Regions from separate parts of the Mus musculus genome. Here region 2 is linked to region 1. A link is a contact called in public Micro-C data. All regions are on one chromosome and are shown on one strand. Each heading gives the region's core, a stretch centred on a gene start, on an enhancer-like site or on the middle of the called end of the contact. The rest is flanking DNA. Distances are from core to core; before and after follow the strand shown.

The links. Hi-C and Micro-C count contacts between places; a contact is called where the count stands out from the background.
Region 2: a contact with region 1 is called in a Micro-C map of the G1E-ER4 cell line. The contact joins the promoter of 3110009E18Rik here to the enhancer-like site in region 1. A contact is called at or near these places in 2 of 39 promoter capture datasets (the C10 cell line and the HPC-7 cell line), 1 of 484 Hi-C or Micro-C datasets (the G1E-ER4 cell line) and 1 of 115 datasets of contacts at active chromatin or transcription factors (stem cell-derived neural progenitor cells).

The regions. Positions count from the first base shown.
Region 1 is chr1:119,475,840-119,481,739 of GRCm38.p6, reverse strand. It overlaps Ralb (v-ral simian leukemia viral oncogene B), which reads left to right. Exons shown (of 5, transcript NM_022327.5): 3 at 3,617-3,825; 4 at 5,668-5,845. Among named protein-coding and RNA genes, the nearest start is that of Gm46145, 25 kb to the right of the region's middle. Within about 2 kb of position 4,634, at least 32 of the 459 cell types and tissues checked have an H3K27ac peak or open chromatin away from gene starts, as enhancers often do. A contact at or near this core is called in the G1E-ER4 cell line and the HPC-7 cell line, where this site is marked.
Region 2 is chr1:120,119,571-120,126,004 of GRCm38.p6, reverse strand. It overlaps 3110009E18Rik (RIKEN cDNA 3110009E18 gene), which reads right to left and starts at 4,818. Exons shown (of 6, transcript NM_028439.2): 1 at 4,788-4,818. It overlaps Dbi (diazepam binding inhibitor), which reads left to right and starts at 4,909. Exons shown (of 4, transcript NM_007830.4): 1 at 4,909-5,060; 2 at 5,993-6,110. The coding sequence starts at 5,052.

The DNA of each region.
Region 1 (5,900 bases), core at 3,385-5,884:
CAGAAGAGGGCATCAGATTCCCTGGAACTGGAGTTGTATACAGAAAGTTAAGCTGCCATGTGGATGCTGGGAATTGAACTCAGTTCTTCTGGAAGAGCTCAATTGCTGAGCCACCTGTCCAGCCCTGAAAGCATTAAGTTTTACTGAAGTCCGGTTTAGAGTGGTGTGTGTGTGTGTGTGTGTGTGTGTGTGTGTGTGTGTGTGAGACACGTGAGGTGCACATGAAGAGGTCAGTGGAAACTTGCATGACTCAGTTTTCTCTTCCACTGTGAGCCCCGGGGTGGAATTCATGTCAGGTTTAGTGGAAAGCACCTTTACCCCCTGAGCCATCCCCCTGGCCCCCAGCTCATTTCTTCTTTGCTACTTGGACTTTGGTCTCATTCCTAAGACTTTATGTCTGGTTCAGGCTCACTGGTGGTTGTTCTGTGTTTCCTTCTGAGTTTCTGTCTTAGTTCTTATGTCTATACTGGCGCTGTTTTCAGTTAGTCACTATGTTTTATGTGCCCTGCATAAGAAGTCCAATTTTTTTACGCTTTTTAAAAAAATGTATTTACATGTGTGTTCCTGTGTTTGAGTGTGTGGCATGAAAAACCTTGTCTCAAAAATCAAAAAACAAAACAAAACAAAAAAAACAAAAAAATATCCACCTGTCCTTGCCGCCAAAGCCTGGCAGGAAAGGCGTGTTTCTCCATGCCCACCTTCCATCCCTCATTTTTTCAAAAGTAAATTTCAAATTTATCCTGTGACGGTTTCACGCATGCATATACTCTATGTGGATGGCATTCATTCTCCATCCTCCAGCCTGCCCACTTCCCGCTCTCACTTCCTCGTCCTACAGACGCCCATCTGTCTTCATGTCTGTTCTGTGGGACCCACTGAGTTCCCCTCAGGTGTTCACGTGGCCATCACGGAGCTGGTGTACTTTGAGGCACAGTATTATTAGATTGCTCAGGCTAGCCCCAGATCTAGCCTTGCCAGTGTTAGGCTCAGCTGAGATAGTTCAGTGGGTAAGACAACCACCATGCATGCATGGGGACCTGAACCCCTAGAGCCCATGTAAAACCTGAACGTAGTAGCTAGTGCCTGTAACTGCAGTACTTCTGTGGGAGGATCAGAGGTGCAGCAGCAGACTCCCCAGAAGCCAGCCCAGCACATGCATGGTGTCAAGGGAAAGGAAGAGACCTGCCTCACAAGCAAGCTGGGGGATGAGGGGTGATGCCTGAGGTTATCCTGTGACCTCCACGTATGTACAGCACAGTCTCTCCCACACTCCTACCCACAGACATCACAAACACACATATGCGCGCGCACATACATACATACACACACACGTACACATACTCACTTATACACAAACACACACTACATACACAAACACATATATACACACAAACACACATAAACACATAAACCCACATATACACACACACATACACAAACACATATATACACACATATACACATGCACACATATACACACACTCATACACACACAACCACACACACAAGCTAAATAAATGTAATTAAAAATGTTAAAAGGGATTGCATTTTATCAAGAGTTTACTAAAGTCTCATAAATTAGTTAATTTTTATGTGTGTGTCTTTATTACAAAAAAAAACATTCGGGGAGGCTAATTTACTTCTTTTTTTGGCAGTTTTTGAATTTGTTTTGTCTTTGAGGGGAGACTACATCCTTCTATACATAGGTAATAATCTCTACTCTACTGGCGACCTGCTGCAGAATGACACACTGTTATTCTAGAGTTGTCTACATGCCCGTATAGAGTTTCCTTCCTCCTTTTTGTGTAACAGCGAAGCACTCAGTTGTATAGCCAACCTTAGCTGGGCATTTGGGTGGACCTTCATCTTTTGTGATGCCCTTTGGTGCCAACAGTGACCTTGATTTTTGAGCCAGCGTTTCTGGAGATTAGATTCCTAGAAGCTAGATGTGGGGAGAGTCAGAGGATAAAGTACTTCTCATTTTATCAGATGTTGACAAATCTCTCCATGGGATGGTCCTGTCCCCTGCCCCACAGGGAGCAACAGGTCTTTCCCCAAAGCCCATGTCTCAGGGCAGCTCTTCCTCCTCTCTCCTGATTGCTTTTCTCTCCCTCCCTCTCTCCCTTCTCCCTCCTCCCTCTCTCCCTTCTCCCTCCTTCCTTTCTTTCGCACTAGTGAGGAGAGCATGTCTCCATGCTGGCTTTGGATGCTCCCATCAGTGCGTGTTAAAGAGGAGTGCTCAATGCACTGTGTGCAGCTCAGAGTTCTGGCTAGCGCTTGCATCGTGCTGCGCTGTGCTGGGCTGGGTTGGGCTGTGCTGTGCCTCTGTTGTTTTTTCATTCTTGGGAAATCTAACATCAATTTTTTTTACATGGCTTCTGGACTTTGAGTCATAGTTTAAAAAGCCCTTCTCTACTTCAAGGTAATAAGGTGCTACCATGTCTACTTTCAGTGCTTGACTGGATTTATTTATTAATTTACATGTGTGTGTGCGCATGTTCATGTATGCAGATGCATGTGTGGGGGGTGTGCACCTACATGTGCATGCACATGCTTGTGTGCCTATGGAGGCCAGAGAGCATCCCCAGGCAATGGTCCTCAGATATGGTCCACCTTGTTTCTGAGACAAGGTCTTTCATTAGCCTGGGGCTCTCTGCGTAGGCTGGCCTTAGCTGGTCTTAGGTGGTCTTAACTGGCCTTAGCTGGCAATGTCACCTGTCCTCATGTCCCTGGACTAGGATTATAAGCATGCACTATTACCATGTCTCACTCTTTTTTTAGATTATTTTATTATTTTTAGTTACATATACCGGTGTGTAAATGTGGGTGTGTGCGTACGAGTGCAGGTGCTCATGCATGCTGGACGCACTGGATCCCCTGGAGCCACCAAGGGGACTGTGGTCTGAACTTAGGTCCCCTAGGAGGGCCATAGATACTCTTAACTGCTGAGCCCTCTCCCCAGCCTCTGGCTTTTGTTGTTGTTGTTTGTTTGTTTGTTTGTTTGTTTGTTTCTAAGAGGGATGTGGGGGGTCACACTCAGCTCTTCATGTTTGATGACCAGCACTTTGTCCACTCATCCATCTCCCCGACTCTCCGCTTGTTTTACTCTACACTCTGATTCCTCTTGCCAGATTCCCTTGGGATGATTTTTATAGTTCTGCTCATTATTAATACAGGCTCCCGAGCCTCACCTTTTCCATTGTTTGTATTATAATTTTATGCTCTATTGACAATGATATCATCAAGAATTCTTCTTAGTGTTGGCCTTTCTTATCTGTAAAATGGGGCTATCTGCCCCTGTTGTTGAAAGCTTTAAAAAAAAGAAATTGAACTCAGAGCTATTAAGGCAGGAAGTGTTCCCAAGCATGATGGGACATGCTTGCAATTCCAACATTTGGAAAGTAGAGACAGGAGGTTCAAGACCAGCCTGAGCCACATCGTGTGACCCTGTTGAAGGAAGGAAGGAAGGAGTGGGTTGTTTGCATTCTTCAGTGTCTTCTCTGGGTGTAATAGCTCTAGACTCTTAGTGAATACAAAGCTGATTGCAAAGCATTCAGACGTAGTGATGTAGTCGGGGTGCCGACTGTACTCCTTAATTCTGACTGCTTCCCCCCAGTTTGTAGAAGACTATGAGCCCACCAAAGCTGACAGTTACAGAAAGAAGGTGGTTCTCGACGGAGAAGAGGTCCAGATAGACATCCTGGACACCGCTGGCCAGGAGGACTATGCGGCCATCCGTGACAACTACTTCCGAAGCGGAGAAGGCTTTCTGCTGGTGTTCTCCATCACAGAGCACGAGTCTTTCACAGCCACAGCCGAGTTCAGGTGTGCTTGACTGGGGAGAGCCTGGCCCTGACCCTCCTGCCCGGCGGCTGAGGGCGAGGGATCCGGGGTCGAGTGGCCTAGTGATGGCCGGGCTCTGATGAGGAAGAACTCTGCCGTAGGGTTCTCTGAATCTTGTTACACTTTGGTCTACTATTGTTTCTGTTTCTTTGGGCATCCATGTTTTAGGATTTCTGCACATACCTTTTTTAAAAGGTGGACTTATTTTTATTTATGTGTACTGGTGTTTTGCCTACTGTATGTCTGTGTACCAAGTGTGTGCAGTACATACAAGGGCCAAAGAGTTCTGAGCGTGCCAATAGACCCCAAAGTTGTCTGCAAGAGCAGCCAGTGTTCCCAACTCCAAATTCTGTTATAAAGAAATAGTGAGCATTGGGGGGTACTTCTTCTGTAGCTGGTTCTTCACCACACCACACAAGCTTTCCCACTTTCTTATATAATTGCAAATTTTTTCATCGACTCCCCTTAAGGACAGAATACCCTAGTTAGTCCGCTTATCAGAAAAGAAGTTACTGTGGTTTGTGGTTTCTGAGGCTACCAACCACGATCATGTGGCCTGTTGCTCTGGGCCCAGGGGTAGGGGGCATGCAGCATGGTGGGGGTTATGTTACTGAAGGCTTGTGTGGTACACGGCAGCTGGGGTGCAAAAGAGGGAGTCTAGAGTCCCAGTGTCCCTTCCCAGGGCACACCCCAGAGACCTATCTTCTTCCCACCAGGCCCTGCCTCCTAAAGGTCTCTAAAGAGCTGAAGGTTCTGGCTTGCTTTCTGCAGCTGCGGTGTGTGTATGGAGGAGACGCACAGCAGAGAACTCAGCGTGAGCTCTTGCGGCTGCAGATTTTTTTTGAGCATTCAGGAAGTTTCTATGTGGGTAACACTTTTGTGATCACAACTGTGTTTCCTCTTCATAATCTGATTTTGAGGCCATCCCGGAGATAAAACAGGATGTCTGTACACACTGCTTTCTTCTCTCCCTTGTGCCTGTATTGGAATTACTAAGCATTTTTGTGAGCTGTTGCTTTGGGTTTGATTGGATTTTTTTGTTTTGTTTGTTGTTTTAAGTAGTGTCTCATGAAGCCTTAAACTTACTATGTAGCTAAGATGACCATGAACTTCTGGTCTTCCTGTCTCCTGGGTTTACAGGCGTGTAGCACCATGCCTGCCTGTAGAGTGCTGAGAAGGAACCAGGGGTGGGGGGTGGGGAGGGGCTCTGTGTATACAGTGGGAGCACCCTGCCATCTGGGCCATGTCCCCGAGATTCACAGAGGGTTTCTTCCTGACTTCCCTCTCCCTTTCTCTTTGACCCCATAAATTGGGGGACTCCGTTGAGATGCAGACTCCTGACTTCCTATGCAGACATCTCTTTTGTAGGAGTATGGGGCAGAGAAATCCGTACCTGGGAGAGACCAGATGATCATAATGGACGAAAGCTAAGGGCCAGCCTGGAAAAGCCCCTGCTAGTAGACACCCATTTTGAAATCTCCCGATGGAATGATTTCTCTTGTTCTTTACCGAGGGCTTTAGATGCTCTGTAAACCCCGAGGCACCTGGCAGCTACTTGTAAAGCTGACTTCATATGCCAGCTTTTAAACAAAACAAAGCAACTTTATTTATTTGTGCGCTGTGCGTGCACCGGCATACATACCATAGTTCACGTGGAGGAAGGAGGACAACCTGCAGGAACCAGTTATCACCACTCACAGTGTAGATCAAACCCAGGTCCTCAGACTGCCTTGGAGGCAAGCACTCAGCCGCTGAGCCGTCCTGGTGCCTCTCCCGCCAGTTTTGGCTTTCTTAACCACACTGTTCTTGCCGCACCGTCCCTAGGGAACAGATTCTCCGAGTCAAGTCAGAGGAGGACAAGATCCCACTGCTGGTCGTGGGCAACAAGTCCGACCTGGAGGAGCGGAGGCAGGTGCCTGTGGACGAGGCCCGAGGCAAAGCGGAGGAGTGGGGTGTGCAGTACGTGGAGACATCTGCAAAGACCCGCGCCAATGTGGACAAGGTAGGACGAGTTCTGGAGGCTTCTCAGAATCTGGCTTTTGCTGTCTCAAGACACA
Region 2 (6,434 bases), core at 3,569-6,068, 640 kb before region 1:
CCACGCTGCCTGGGTATGGAAGAGGAGAGGATGGTAGAGAATGGTACCCAGGGTGTGCTGCACACATTCTAATGCCTGCATTTATGCAGCCCCTCTCAACATCTGAGAAAGGAAGAATTCTTGCAAAGAAGAGGGCCGTTCAGAGCTCCGGCTAGCAAGCCTCCTCTTACTGCATGGTAGGAAAGTCATCCTTACCTTCCTACCGAGCTCTCTGGACTCCTACCTCCCTCAACCTTCACAGAGCCCAGGCGTCTGCCCCCTCTCCCCACTCCTATCCCAGAAGCACTTCCCCATCCCTTTGAAAACATACTATTCTCCCCATTGCTGTACTGCTGGAGCCTGGCCAGAAGAGTCACATTCCTAGAAAATGGAAACCAAGCTCTGAGTGTTAACTGGGTGTGTGGGAACACCCTTGCCTTCCACGGAAGTTCTCACGCAGCATTAATTTGTTCTTAACTCTTTTCTTAATGGTTAGGTTACTTTTAGAAATTAGAGGTTTCCTTTAAAGCAAGAAACTCAATCTTAAACTGCTCTTCACACCCAGTGGGCAGGAACAATTTTCACCTGTTCATGTGTTTTAAGCTAACAATAAGGCAAACCCATGGATACAGACACACACACAAATCAACCTCAAAGTGAGGAGAAACTCTGCGTGCTGGCTAGCTTACATAGCCAGAAGGTGTACTGCAAACTGCTAGGTCTATCCAGTGTTGGATCCTTTGAGTTACGATACTGACCTGCCTGACAAGATATGCCTATTGATCCAGTAGTGGCATGGTAGTTATAAAATAACCAACTTCTTTCTGATTTGCTTCAAAGTAGGCATTTCACACCTGCTCAGTCTAACTACGCTGAGCTCAAGGAAGCCTGTGGGCAGCCAGAGTGATACCTTCTAGACTCATAACCACGAGGACAAGCTCCAACACTGGCAACTCCTACTGATGGGCTGAGTCAGTCTGCCTGATAAGTTGGCTGGGTTCCCCATCTTAAATCCTCTGCTTCCAAAGCTGGGAGCGTGACCAGGAGATTGCATAGGCCTCTGGCCAGAGTTCACCTTGTTTGTTCTAGCCCACGATCTGATAATCAGTTCTAATGAATTCACTTGGTTTCCAAGTTGGCAGCTAATTAAAAGGAACTTTTTGAATTTCTTCTTTTTGCCATTTTTTTTGTTGTATTATGTGTATGAATGTGATGTATGCTTTGTGTGTGTGCGTGTGTGTGTGTGTGTGTGTGTGTGTGTTTGTGTCAGAGGCTGACATTAGATATCTTCCACAATTGGTCTCCATCTTACTCTTTAAGACAGTCTCTCAGTAAACCCAGAGCTTATAGATTGACCAGCATGGCCATCAAGCAATCTCCTGGGATTTGCCTGTATCAGCCTCCCCGGTGCAGAAAATACATTTTAACAATTACATGGGGCTGGGAATCTTAGTTCAGGTCTCTGCAGAGCAGACGCTTTACCAACTGAACCATCTCCCAAGGCCTTTTCATTTGCTTTCTGAGACAAGGTTTTAGTGTGAGGCCAGGCTGTCCTCAAACTCTCAGGGATGCTCCTGGTTTGGTCTCCCTCCTCCTGGGAGCTCAGTGGGTGTCATTACACCTAGCCAGAAGGAGCAAATCTCACAGAAAAAAAAAAAAAAAAAACCAGGCACTGTACTCAGTCAATAAGGATTTGTTGAGTTCTTAAGAGGAGCAAGCATGAAGAGATGGTAGGCGGCCAGTGCATGGTGAGCTCTGCTCTCCTTAGCTCAGGGACAGGAGAGAGCAGACAGTAGAAACATGACATCATAACAAGAGTTATGATGAGAGTCCTTCATGAGGACATGAGCAGGCTGAGGACCCCATCATTACTCAAGATTATGAAAACCAATGACCTTTTCCAGTTTTGCAGAAAGTTGTAAGTCAAAAAACTTCATGACTTGCCCCAAAGCATTTTTTTTTATCATGTGTGTCCATGGACTGTGTGTATGCATACAAGCTCATGCATGACACAGCACACACATAGCAGTCAGAGAGCACTTTTGTGGACTTGGTTGTCCCCTTCCGCCTTTATACGGGTTCTGAGGGTTACACTCACATTGTCAGGACAGCAGGGCAAGGGATCTCCCGGCTGAGCCATCTTGCCAATCCCTGCAGTTTACTTTTAAAAATTAAATTCCAAATGCTGAAAAGGCTCAGACAATAAAGTGCTTGCCACACAGGCATGAAAATCTTTGAGTTCAATTTCTACAAACCATGCAAAAACAGTCAGGCATGGTGGCATGCAGTACCTGTGCTGGGGAGACAGAAAAAGAAGGGTCCTTGGGGCTCACCGGCCCAGACAGTCTAGCCTGCTTACTTGGTAAGTTCGAGGACAACGGAGTCACTGTCTCCAAAACAAATGGAAGGCACTCAAGGAATAATAGACCAAGTTTTTCTAAGGCCTCCAAATGCCATCCTAGCTCCCTGGGGAAGAAGCACGAAGGGCAGGCTTAGCAGTGACGTTCCCATAGCTGAGACACCAACAAAGAGTTGCTGAGCAGCAAGGGAAGGAGGCACAAGGTGTGCTGAGAAGCATGGCCTCAGGCTCTCTGACACGGTGCCTGGGAAACTCTACAAGGATACCTTCTTTTGTCCCCTCTGGCTCAAGAGAGCTTAGCTCCCAAGGGTCCACACCCTTCAGCATGTCCCTCACCTCCTTGAAATAATTTTTGTACCCTCATCTGGAACCACTACCTGGAATTAATAAAGTGAGTTATATTCCTACAAGCAACCAACAACTCAACCTGGAACTACATACAGACTGGCATACTACATACATACAGACTACATACAGATAACGGCAACATGCCCACGGATCCACTGACCGCATGGGAGTCCAGTCAAAGCTCTGTGGAGTCACTTCCTCTTTCAGAAGTGACAAAGAAAACATCGACATTTTTTATACTTCACAGGCAATTTCTCCAAACTCACCTCCAACATTTTTGTTACTTTTGCTTTCTAAGCAAAGTGACTTACAAACTAACAAATCTACCTGTGTTCCCTGCAATTAAAGTTCTCCTTCCCAAACACTCCACAAAACATGACCGAAGCTGCTGGTGACATCTGAAGGCTCGGACTTAAGTTTTCTACTTTTGCGGGGCTGGGAATGGAACCCAGGATCTCACATATACTAGGCAGACAGACTCTCTCCAGCACCGAGCAGCAGCCCTAGCCCTGCCTTTGCAAACCACTACAGCTGTGATGAGGGGGCAGGTAGACAGGGTGGCAAACTGTGGCCCAGGCCTCTGGCCACACATTAGGAAGTGAGAAGAGACTATCTCCCTTTTGTAATGACCTCCAGAGAATTTTCTATCACCCCTCTCTTTCACCTTTGTATCCATTGCCAGAAAGTTCTTTCAGCCCTCTAAATCCTCCCGCCCACTTGTGCTGTCGCCCTTCCTCCTTCTCCCATGGAGCCAAGGCCCCTATAGCACCATCACCTCTGTTGAAAAGTCCCCTCCCCACCCCATGACTCCATCAGAATGACTGCCTGCATGCCCAAAATGAACAACCTCTGCCATCACCTATTCAGCTTACTTCGTTCTTACTTCTGCAGCTCTGTCGTGTTTTACTTAGTTGTACTTCCTCATTGCCCCGCTGTAGTCTTTTGTCCCGGGACACATATTCTTGGATTTGAATGCCGTCTAAACTCAACCCTCTGAACCTGCTGTGCACTCCTAAGCATGTTCTCCCTAACACTCTGGGTTTTCTCAATTTCTCTGACCTCCGTGTCTAGCTTAAAAGGCATAACTTAGGCAGAGGCAGGCGGATTTCTGAGTTCGAGACCAGCCAGAGCTATACAGAGAACCCCTGTCTTGAAAAACCAAAAAAAAAAAAAAAAAAAAAAAAGGCAAAACTTTTCCCCAGTCTCCTCTCCCCAGTGGATGTCAACATTTTCAGCTTGTCTGTCCTGTGGGTTTTTTACCTCAAACTTTTAATATAATTGTCCTCAAGCTTCCTTCCGAATCAGTTTTAAATTATTTCACTAATGAGACTAAGAATTCAAAGACCTCAGTGTCCACAGTAACTCCTGCTTACTCCTGCTTCTGCTAGAATGCTCCTTCCGACTTGCAGGACTCGCTCAAACAGCATCTTCTCCCCAACCCCTCTCCACACACATCAGTTATAACTTCCAACTCTTTACTTTTTAAACTAAATCAACTATGAACCCACTATAAGACGCTGCAAAGTAGCAAAGATTCGTCTGTTTGTCCTCTGCTGCGTGTCCAAGGTCTAGGAGTCGGCAAGCATCAGGTCACGTGTTTAAAAACCATTTGAAAAGTTATTCACTTAACCAAGGCTCGATGGGCACCTCTTCTTGTGCAAGTTTGTTATATCACATTGTCTCCGCCTTTATAAAGCACTGATGGAACACAAGACTGCGTTAGGGGTGCAGGACCGACAAGTATGGGCAATGTCAAAGAATATGCCAGAAGTTCAGAAGAAAAGGCCTAGATATGGACTTGGTCCAGCGGGCCACCATTGCGCTGTGCACCGGGGATTCTTCCCTGGATTTTCCGAAAGGGGTCGGGGCATCCCATTTTCTAGTCGGATAATTTACTCAACCAGCGATGCAACTTCCGGCCTCTTTCCAATCCGCATGAGAGTTAAAGGGAAAGAATCATACTGATTTCTGCTCTCCTCCCGCAGCACCCCATTTCACGCGTTCTCAGTGCCTGCTAGCTCCTGCCCAACTGCCCTGACGGAGAATGTCCCGTCCGTCCCTTCCCCCACGGAAAAAAAAAAAAAAACGAAACGCGTCCCACCTGCTCCCAACGTGCCCCGCGGCTCCTCCCCGCGCGTGCGCAATAAACTCCCTCTTGGGTCCGGGAAGGGTTGGAGCGCTCCGCTAGGATGGACACGCCCCCGAAAGCAGATCCGACTTCTGATTGGCTGCTGCCGCTCGCCCGAGCTCAGTTGGAACGCCGGGGTTGTGCTTTTAAAGGCGCTAGCTGGTGCGCTCTGTGACTTGATTGCTGCTGCTTCTGAGCTTGCTCCCGCGCTTTCGGCATCCGTATCACCTCACCAGTATGTCTCAGGTACTGCGTGTGCCCCGCCGGGCTGCGAAGATGCTGTGGGTTTGGGGACAGCCGGGTCTATTTCCTCAGATATCCCGCAGCTCTTCTGGGATCCGAGCCCAGCTCATAGCCTGGGGAGCGGAACTTTTTCCCTTGCAGATATGTAAAACTGCCACCCACGCCGGAACTGCCAGAGAGTTGCCGGTGGGCTGAACTCCTGGGTGAAGCAGGAACAGGGTCCTCGAAAGAAAGATGGGGCGTAAGAGGGAAGGAAGGACAGGGAAGATTGAATCCCACACTGGGAAGAACCGAATGGAATAGAGGGGCACTCATACAGGCCCTGGCTGAAGAGCCTGGAGGTCGGGGAAGGTATTTAGTCTTGTGCCTGGCCTGCCCCTGTACAGAAGAGATGTGAGTAGGTGAGGTGGTCCAGAAGCCTTTTCCTTCCCTCCAGTGGAGACCACTACCGAGGACTGAGCCCTGTAGGGCGATCTCTGACTCCTCCCACTTGCCTCTCCCTAATCTGGGCACTGGGACAGAGGTCAACGCTGAACTCCAGGCCCCTGTAGGAAGGGACCAGCTGGCTCCAGACACTGGATTCCACCGCATTCCTCTCCTGAACTCTGATCGACTGTTTTGATCACACCACGTTTCCCCTTACTGCCCAGTCAATCTCCGCTGATCATAGGTCGGGCTTTACTGGAACCCCAGCAATTGTTGGATCTGGGCCAGTGGTGGCCCAGGCAGTTAGTTGGGCAAGAAAATTTTCAAGGGCGTGCACTTCCACTGTGAGCCAAAACTATTCCCAGCACTTGACACAGTGCTGTAACTGCTTGAGTGGACAGGTGGGCCTTAGGGAATCCTGGCAAGAAGAGGGAATATGGGAGGCATCCCTGGGCCTCTCCCACTCAGGCAACCTACATCTCGTTCCTCTCCCTCTCCCTCACTCTTAGGCTGAATTTGACAAAGCCGCTGAGGAGGTGAAGCGCCTCAAGACTCAGCCAACTGATGAAGAGATGCTGTTCATCTACAGTCACTTCAAACAAGCTACTGTGGGCGATGTAAATACAGGTATGCCCAGCTTCTCATCAGAGCGGGCCAAGTTGGCTCGGCAGCCCGGGAGTCTGAGAACTTCGCCTTCCGACTGCCAGAGGCAGGCTGTGATGACAGAACATTGGTATGGAGACCTTAAGCTGAGAGATTGTCACCTGCAAAGACCATCTCCCTAAACTCTTAGTGACTCTGGGAGCAGAGTCAGTGTGGGTTTACAAGGACTTTACTGATTATCTCAGCATCTACTCTGAAGGCAGCAAAGGCTCCAGCCTTGTTGCTCAGCAGTCGCTTTCTCGAGCCTCCCGTTTCCATCAGATGAACAGGGTCATGGAGTGCTTGGCC